Linked DNA regions of Mus musculus: region 2 is linked to region 1. A link is a contact called in public promoter capture Hi-C data. All regions are on one chromosome and are shown on one strand. The core of a region is the stretch at or near the end of the contact, and the rest is flanking DNA. Distances in the headings are between cores, read along the strand shown.

Region 1 (4,201 bases), core at 900-3,399:
TAAAACAATATTTAAAAAAAAAAAAGATAGCTGGGATTTACAGAATTTACATATTAATAGGTAACTTTAAGTTTAGAACCACCAGAAATAGCTGGATTTTCATATGCCTATTCAGTGAAATTATAAAGTATTTCATCTTATACCTAAGAATTATTACTTATTCCAAAAATTCAATTCCAATTCATTTCTTTTACTGATGTGTATAACTTTACTCAATCTTTGTCTTCTAAAAAAAAAATGCTTTTTCCTTCAAATTTGAAGTTTGGAGCTGTCATGAAATAAACTATGTTCTGACTCACACTGCATGAAATATAGACTAGACATCTGTCCTTTATTTTGAACTGAGTTTGTGAATCAGGGGCATCAATTCAGTTCACTAAGACGCCTGTCTCATTACAGCACTCACTTAGATAATTTTGGAAAACAATTAGTCTAGATATGATTCACAGCCCCAAAATTAATGAAAGCCAGGCACAGAGAGACCTCTTACCTACTGCTAACAACCCCGTGTTAATGTCTTACTCTATTACATGGGAAATGACCAAAGCATCCTTTGACCAGCAAATGGGTTCTTAAAGACTGTACTTGAAAGACATGCTAAGAGATCACCTGGTTAGACCTGGGTAAACGACAGCAACACTAAATTCCTTGCCAGTAAGATAACAAGTAGCTATGAACTCATAAAAGTTCTTAAAGTACAAGAAGAGACTAAGAACCAGTGGCCCTCTGTGCATAACATACTCCCCCTCCCAACAAACTGCATTTCTTGTAGTTTTCCTACTACTTTTTAAAGTTAGTAAACAACATTATGAGTTTCACCATGGCATTTTCATACATACATGGTTTTTATATTGTGTCCTCACCCACGTCCTGTTTCCACTCCTTTCCCCAGTCCTGAGCATCTAAAAAACTGATTATGTCTAAATAACTGATCATTCATTCCACTTAAAGCTGAAACCCAGTATACCTTCATTCCAACTTTGGTTAGATTAAACTAAAGTAGGGACCTCAGCGCACAATGGGGGGGGGGGGGGGGAGGAGAAGGGGTGGTTACTATCCTTCCATCTAGATTTTTCTTTATGCTGACTAAGACCAATATCTTAAGATCTGCCCAGCACCCTGAACATAGTTCAACTAGATGTAAAGGCAAAACACAGTTACATAGGAATCTGTACATGGTCTAGTATCTCTGTAAAATAATTCATAATGCAGCTGTACTTTATTTTTAAAGGCATTCCTACTTTTGGGAAAGGTATGCATTTAAAAATTTCTTGGGCAACTCGCCCCAATATATCTTCTATCACACAGAAAAAACAAACAAACAAACAAACAAACAAATCAACCTCCAGAGTGTCTCTAATTAGTTTGGGTTGTCCATTTATGCTGAAACAAACTATGAGGCTTTTGGGGTTGGAAGTGATTTTAAACATAAACTTGGACTTGACGTCATGAGGCAACTGCGAAGCAGATCTGATTTTTTAAAAAGTTAAAATAGATTTAAAAACCTTTTCAGCTATTTAAAAATCAATAAAGGGCCGAGAAGGAATAAGATATTCCTATGTTGGTTGATTTTTTTTTTAAGGCCAGAAAGAGCTGTTTTTAGCTGTCTCTGTGGTTCTAAGAACGTGAATCCAAACTTCAAAAGTTGGCTTGAGAAGCAAAGAAAAACAGGAAACCGAAACGGGAACCCAGACTCTTCTAGAACTGAAGGCTGAGCATCTGGGGCAAACCCTGGGACGGGATGGACAACCCGGGAGGATGGCCTCGCGCGGGGCTCCCCAGCGATGGCACCGCTGGCCCGTCACCGATTCCGGGAGGGACGCAGGGTGCGAGTGCACGGCCAGACGCGACCACACGGTCACGCAGAGCGCCCCAGTCCCACCCAGCGGGAGGGTCCCGAGAGGGCGGCTGCGCAGCGCGGCGCCGCACCGCGCCGCCCTCCGTCCGCAGCGCCGCCCGGCCCGCCTCGCCCGATGCCGGGGCTTACTCTGAGAGCCGTCGTCCACGCGGTCGAAGTCCCAGTCGGGCGACAGAGTGTCCACGGCCATCGCCGCGGAACCTCCCACAGACACAGCCCCGAGCAGCCACAGCCGCGACGCGGGCCTCACCCCAGCCGCTGTCACGGCACGTGACTTCCGGCTTCGGCCCCGCCCCCGCACGCCAGAGCCAGTGGACTCTCGGCCCTGCGGACCGCGGGAGCCGCTGGGAAAGCGAGTCGACCGCCTGCTCCCGGCGCGGCCGCCATAGTGATGGCTGCCGTTGGCATCCTGCATCCTTTCCTGGTCTCGCTGCCGTTCACGACTGTTCTCAGGGCACATTCCGTTCCTCGAGGCTCTTTTTTTTTTATATCCTAGGGGATTACTCCCTCAGTCTAACCTGGAAAGAATGGAAATAACCGGGTGGGGCCCAACGCAAGACCCGGTCCTTCACCTGGACACTGCCCGAGCCCTTGGACCAAGATGCCTGTCTCACCAGCTCCCTTTCTGTCTTTACCCTCGCGATTCCTTGATCCCCTTGCACTTCCTGTGCAGATTATTTGTTGAGAAAAGACCTGTGTGTGTAAAAAAGTAATGACTTTAAGAACGCCACCAAGCAATCTCACTACTGGGTTTGCTTTACATAGATCACTATTCTTTCTTTCCTTGCTTTTAAGAAGGTGGGGTGGGAACTGTGTTACCCTGAGTTCTACATCTATCCTAACGTTTACACAAAACGCTTTCTATCAGGGCAGTTTTTAGTATGTACTTCTACGAAGCAGTCTAAATAGCATCAAAAAAAAAATCATAATGTAAAATTTAAGACATCCATACTCTGAACTCCTAGAAAGCTACAAAATGAAATAGGTCTCAAATGGCATTAAAGAAAAAAAAGAAAAAAAAAAAAAGGAGAGGAGTCGATTTTAGAACAATGCATATTTGCTGTAACATCTACAATCGACGTAAACGTTTATTTATGCTCATGTGTTTGCAAATGCATAGGAAGAATTCAAATCTCATTAAAGAAGACTGGATTACTTGAAAACGGGTAGGTGCTCATTAATACAAAGTGGCTCTTAAATTTTTCTTGTGTCTATTAGCTGAGTCTTTTTCAAGCAGAGTTTTAAAGTTATTTGCATTATATAAAGTACCACAAATCAATATAGAATGTTCTCTTGAAGAGCATGTTCTGAGATGCTAAGGTTTGGGCTTGGTTTTATTTTGAGACAAGATCTCATTATCGTAGCTGAGAGTCCCTGCTGCTCCTGGGCCTGTGACAAGGCTATGGAGGGAAACCTCTACAGATCTGAGCCACAAATGAACATCTTTACTTTGTAAAGTGCTTTCCTAAGTGCTGGGAATACAGGCATGTGTCACCATGCCTGGCATTGCAAAGAAATTAGAAAATGCTTTTTTTTTCTAACAAAAGTGTTTGTTACAGTGACAGCTGACAAACACATGTGGACTTAGTGTGTCTCTGGCTTCAGGGTGGCCTATTGGAATTTTCAGTTTCTGTAGCATGCAGTTCTGGCAGCCTTCTTTAGGTTCCATATGGTAGCTGTTGGCAGCTTCGGGCCCACATTATCACAAGACTAAATCTAGCCCACGAGAGAAAAAGAGCACGCTGAACTGATAACTCGAACAAAAGTCCCAGAATCAAGTCTTGCCAGCAGTGATTAGCCTTTCTTTACTTGAGCACACTTTCCAGCCAATCTCAGAAACCCAAATATCAGGAGGGGTGGACCCATTGGCTTAGTGTAGGTCACGTGCTCCACGGATGCCCTGAGCTAAGAAGAAGCAACTCTCTAGAGATCACTTAGCCTGGAAGTGGAGGAGACAACGATACAGAAGCCAATGGCTGTCATCATAAAAGTGGCTTTATGTAGCAGAGGGAACAGCCATGATGGTGATTGCATCACTGATCCACTTGGTCATTAGCAAGCATCTCACAGTGACATCCTCCCAGGCTTTTGAGTTAGAAATTAATTATTATGGCAGGGTTTTTTTTAAAGTTTATTTCAAAATTCCTTTTGTAATATTTTATGACTTAGATGCTTACATTTAGAAATCTAAATAAAAGAAGTAATGCTTTATTAATAGCTAGCACGTATCTTGTGCTCATTGCATAATCTATAACAAGAGGGTTTTTGTTGTCGTGGCCCAGACTAACTTTGAACTCACTATGTAGCTTAGGCTGACCTTGAACTTCAGATCTTCCTGCCTCC
Region 2 (4,201 bases), core at 1,269-3,768, 1.0 Mb before region 1:
GTACTATTCCCTAGGCAGAGGCTACTAAATTATAAGAGTGGAGAAATGGAACTGAACACAAGCAAGCAAGCATGTGTGCACACCTGTACTGATTTCTCTCCGATCTTGACTATGGATGTGGTGTGACAAACTGTGGCAAATTCATACCACCTTGACTTCTCTGTTGTGATGGATTGCAAGCTGGAATTGTGAGTTTCTCCTCTAACTTGCCTTTTGGCAAGAGTATTTTTTATCATAGTCACTAGAAAAGGCCCAAATCTATAGGTTGCTCCATTCCCTTGAATCCCAGTGTCTTTTGTCTCTACCTTTGTGTGGGTTATTTCTTCCATATACTATGAGTTTTTAAGGACCTAAAGATTAAGGTATTGAAGTTTTTTGGTTGTTTTTCCCCTAGGTTCCTGTTTATCATCATAGAAAATTCTGGATTAAATGTTACATTTAAGTGTAACAGAAAAACAAATACTGCAGTTTGGATGTTGAATAATTACTGATGGTTCATGTATAAAGGCTTTGTCCCCAGGGTGGCACTATCAGGAGTTGGTGCAACATAATGAAAGTTAGTGGCAGGTCTTTAGGTCATTGGGCCATGCAGTTAAAAGGGATGGTGAGGGCTTTCTTTCTCACTCTCTACTTCTTGGCTTGGTGTGTGGCCACTTACCCAGTACCCTCACTAGAGGCCCTGGCCAATGGTTTTAGAGTTAAACTTCCAAAATCATGAACTAAGCAAACAACTCCCCTTTATTAAATTGGTTGCTATAGGTATTTCATTACAGTAACACAAAGTTAATGAATAAAAACAGGTAAAAAAGAAAAGAAAAGAGAAGAGAAGGGAAGGGAAGGGGAGGGGAGGGGAGGGGAGGGGAGGGGAGGGGAGAGGAGAGGAGAGGAGAGGAGAAGAGAAGAGAAGTTTGCTCTCTATAAACAGACCAAGAGGAACCGGTTCTGCTGCAGTGAATGCCCCTTTCATCCAACTAGGCACCTGCTGAGCCAGGAGGCTGGGACCAGTGTGAGCTGGAGAATTCCAGACTTGAGAGAATACAGACTTTAATCAAGTTCTTGCACACATGCATTTGCAAATGCACGTAGAGCAATGGGAGGGAGGAAGTGGGAGGGCCCAGGGAGGCACTCCACCCAGCAGAGCAGCCAAGGGGAACACATTTCCTAGCATCCGTGCCCCAGAGTTTGCTTTGGTTTGGTTTTCACGAGGCTATCTAAGTTCACTCTGAAGCTGTCTAAATTTCTCTTCAGTTCCCCAATGTCTCTGACCATATCTATGTATTTAGACTGCCTTCTAAGTGAGCGTGGGGGATGTTTCCATAGAGACTGAAGAAGGGCTGCTGTTCCATCTATAACAGTCTCCCCTAGGGCCTATGACCTCCAGGACCATAGGCTTTTGACCTTGTTTATAGTAGCAGACATGAATTTCCTCCTGTGGTGCAGGCCTCACAGCCAATCAGAGAGCAGTTGTTTGCTTTCATAGCATCATGTCACTATTGCCTGCATAGGCACATAGGACCAGAGACGGGAAGGTAGACCATCTCAATGTACAAGTTCATGGAGTCTGAAGTGGCTAGGATAGTAAACTTCAGAAAAGATGTTTCCAAGCAACTTGTGGAGATCTTGGGTAAGGCCTTAAATTTCCTCAGGACACTGATTTTGAAATTTTAGTGTGTTTTATCTCGTCATGTGGAGAGACTGAAGCTGGAAGGAAAGGGAGAAGGAAAGAGGGGAGAGAGAAGAGAGAAGGTGACCTTCCCTCCCCAGGCTGCAGAGAGGAACTGGTACAACTAGTTTATTGCACTTCACTTTACTGTCCTCTTAAGATAATTTCATTTTCAGAGAATTGTTTCATTTTTATTAACATATATTAATTATACATGTTAATGGCATCCAGTGTGACATTTCCACACATGCATGCAGTGTGCACTAATGAAACCCAACCTCTATTCACATCTCCCCCAACCTCTCTCTGTCCTGTCCTCTGTGTGTGTGATTGTGTATGTGTGTTATATGTGTGTGTAGTATGTAGGTATTTGCATGTGTGTGGACACACATGTGTGGAAACATGCACATGTATGCGTACATATGTGGAGCTTAAGGTTGATGTCTAGAATCAGTTTTAACCATTCTTTCACCATATTCTTTGAGGCAAGGGCTTTTAATCATATCCAGAGAGTACTGGTGGGAAACCTCGCTAGCTAGCTAGCTCTGGGGCTTCCTAGCTCATTTAGGAACAACAGTAGTAGCTTCTCCTCTAGGGCCTATGACCTCCTGGGCCATGGGCTTTTGACCTTGTTTACAGTAGCAGATATGAATTTCTTCCTGTGGTGCAGGCCTCAAGTCCAATCAGAGAGCAGTTGTTTACCTCTATAGCAACCATGCCATGACTGCATGCACAGGCATGTCTTGCCTGGCAGACCAATAGTATGGCATATAGTGTACACAGGTATGTAACACAGTTGGTAGCCTTAACAACTCCCCCATGCCCAAACCCCAGCCACCTGCACATCACTTTCCAGCACTATTGAAGAGAGCAAGTCAGGGGAGACATTCCAGCTCAATTCCAGCTCGGTTTCATCATGCTTACAACTACCAGGTGTGGTGTTTTCTGCAATAGGATCTTGTTGTGGACATTCTTATTTATGGCTGAATGATATTTTGTTGTGAACATAGATCACATTTTCTTTATCTATTAAAGGGCCCTTAGGGTCACTTAGTGTCTTAGCTATTATGAATACTGTCATGATTAAACATGGGCATGTAGACATCTTGTTGATACTCTGTTTTAGTTGTCTTTGGATATATACTCAAAAGTGGGAAAGCTAGGTCATATAAAGATCAAGATTTTAGGGAACCACAATGGGAGCTGGAGAGATGGCTCAGCGGTTAAGAGCACTGACTGCTCTTCCAGAGGTCCTGAGTTCAATTCCCAGCAACCACGTGGTGGTTCACAACCATCTGTAATGGGATCTGATGCCCTCGTCTGGTGTGTCTGAAGACAGCTATAGTGGACTCACATACATAAAATAAATAATAATTTTTAAAAATCTTAAAAATTAAGAATCACAATGGACATTCATTCTATATGTTTCTCTACCTTCTCTCTTTTGATGCTTACCACCTTTTTGGTTTTTGTTTTTGGTAGTCATTCTGAGAGGAGATAGAATCTCATTGTGGCTTGTATTTGCATTTCTCTGGGCTAAAGATGGTAAGTATTTTTTTCTATTAGTTCCAGACTTGTATTTCTTCTTTTGAAAAGTATCTGTTCAGATAATTTGCTTATTTAGAAACAGTGTTACCTAGATTTTGTTATCAGGTTGAAAATTGTGATTTTTTTTTTTAAGTGAAAGGTTTGGGAACCGTGCATCTTCCAAGGCAGGTCTACCAGTGCCATTTCCCGTAAAGCAGTTTACCAGAGCCATTTCCCATAAGGCATGTTCTCATTTAATTTTGTGTTACAATTTGGTTATTCTCATAATATTTCAAAATTTTCATCAATATTAGCGTGTTATGGGGCTCTGTGATTAGAGTCTTTGAAGATAATATTGTGAATGTCAAAATACCAACACTGACAGGAGCTCAGAAGACTGCAGACAGTATCATAGGATGTAGGCTCGGCTAAAACAGAGCCCGAGAGAATACTGAAAGCAGTTTCAGCCTGGGTAACATTCAATGAGCTAGCCAACCCTAACCCTGTGGTGGTCTGAATAGGTTTGCTGCCTCCCCCCACCCCCCTCTAGACTCATGTCTTTGAATGCTTGGCTCACAGGGAGTGGCACTATTAGGAGGTGTGGCCTTGTTAGAGGAAGTGTGTCACTGGGCTTTGAGGTTGGCTATGCTCAAGCTCTGCCCAGTGTGGAAATCAGAGCCTCTTCCTGGCTGCCTGTGGAAGAGTCTCCTGTTGCTGCCTTTGGATCAAGATGTAGAACTCTTGGCTCCTCCAGCATGGTGTCTGCCTGGACCCTGCCATGCTTCCTGCGGTTATGATAAGGGACTGAATGTCTGAAACTGTAAGCCAGTCCTAATGAAATATTTAAGAGTTGCCTTGGTCATGGTGCCTCTTCACTGCATGAAACCCTAACAAAGACAGCAACATTGCCTGCTGCAGAAGTGTCTGTTGTGAAAAGGAAGAGTCTCCATGACGTCCTACAAGGCTGGCTGTAAACTATGGGTCTAAATGAACCTTCCTTCATGAAACTGC

Evidence for each region. Promoter capture Hi-C pulls out the DNA fragments that hold promoters and counts their contacts.
Region 2: a contact with region 1 is called in a promoter capture Hi-C map of hippocampal neurons, with 4 times the contacts expected there. The contact joins the promoter of Platr7 here to the promoter of Washc4 in region 1. A contact is called at or near these places in 4 of 39 promoter capture datasets (embryonic stem cells, hippocampal neurons, liver and 1 more).

The regions. Positions count from the first base shown.
Region 1 is chr10:83,541,889-83,546,089 of GRCm38.p6, reverse strand. Washc4 (WASH complex subunit 4) reads right to left here and starts at 2,149. Exons shown (of 33, transcript NM_001033375.2): 1 at 1,988-2,149. The coding sequence starts at 2,048.
Region 2 is chr10:84,551,655-84,555,855 of GRCm38.p6, reverse strand. It overlaps Platr7 (pluripotency associated transcript 7), which reads left to right and starts at 2,518. Exons shown (of 4, transcript NR_040658.1): 1 at 2,518-2,596; 2 at 3,146-3,208.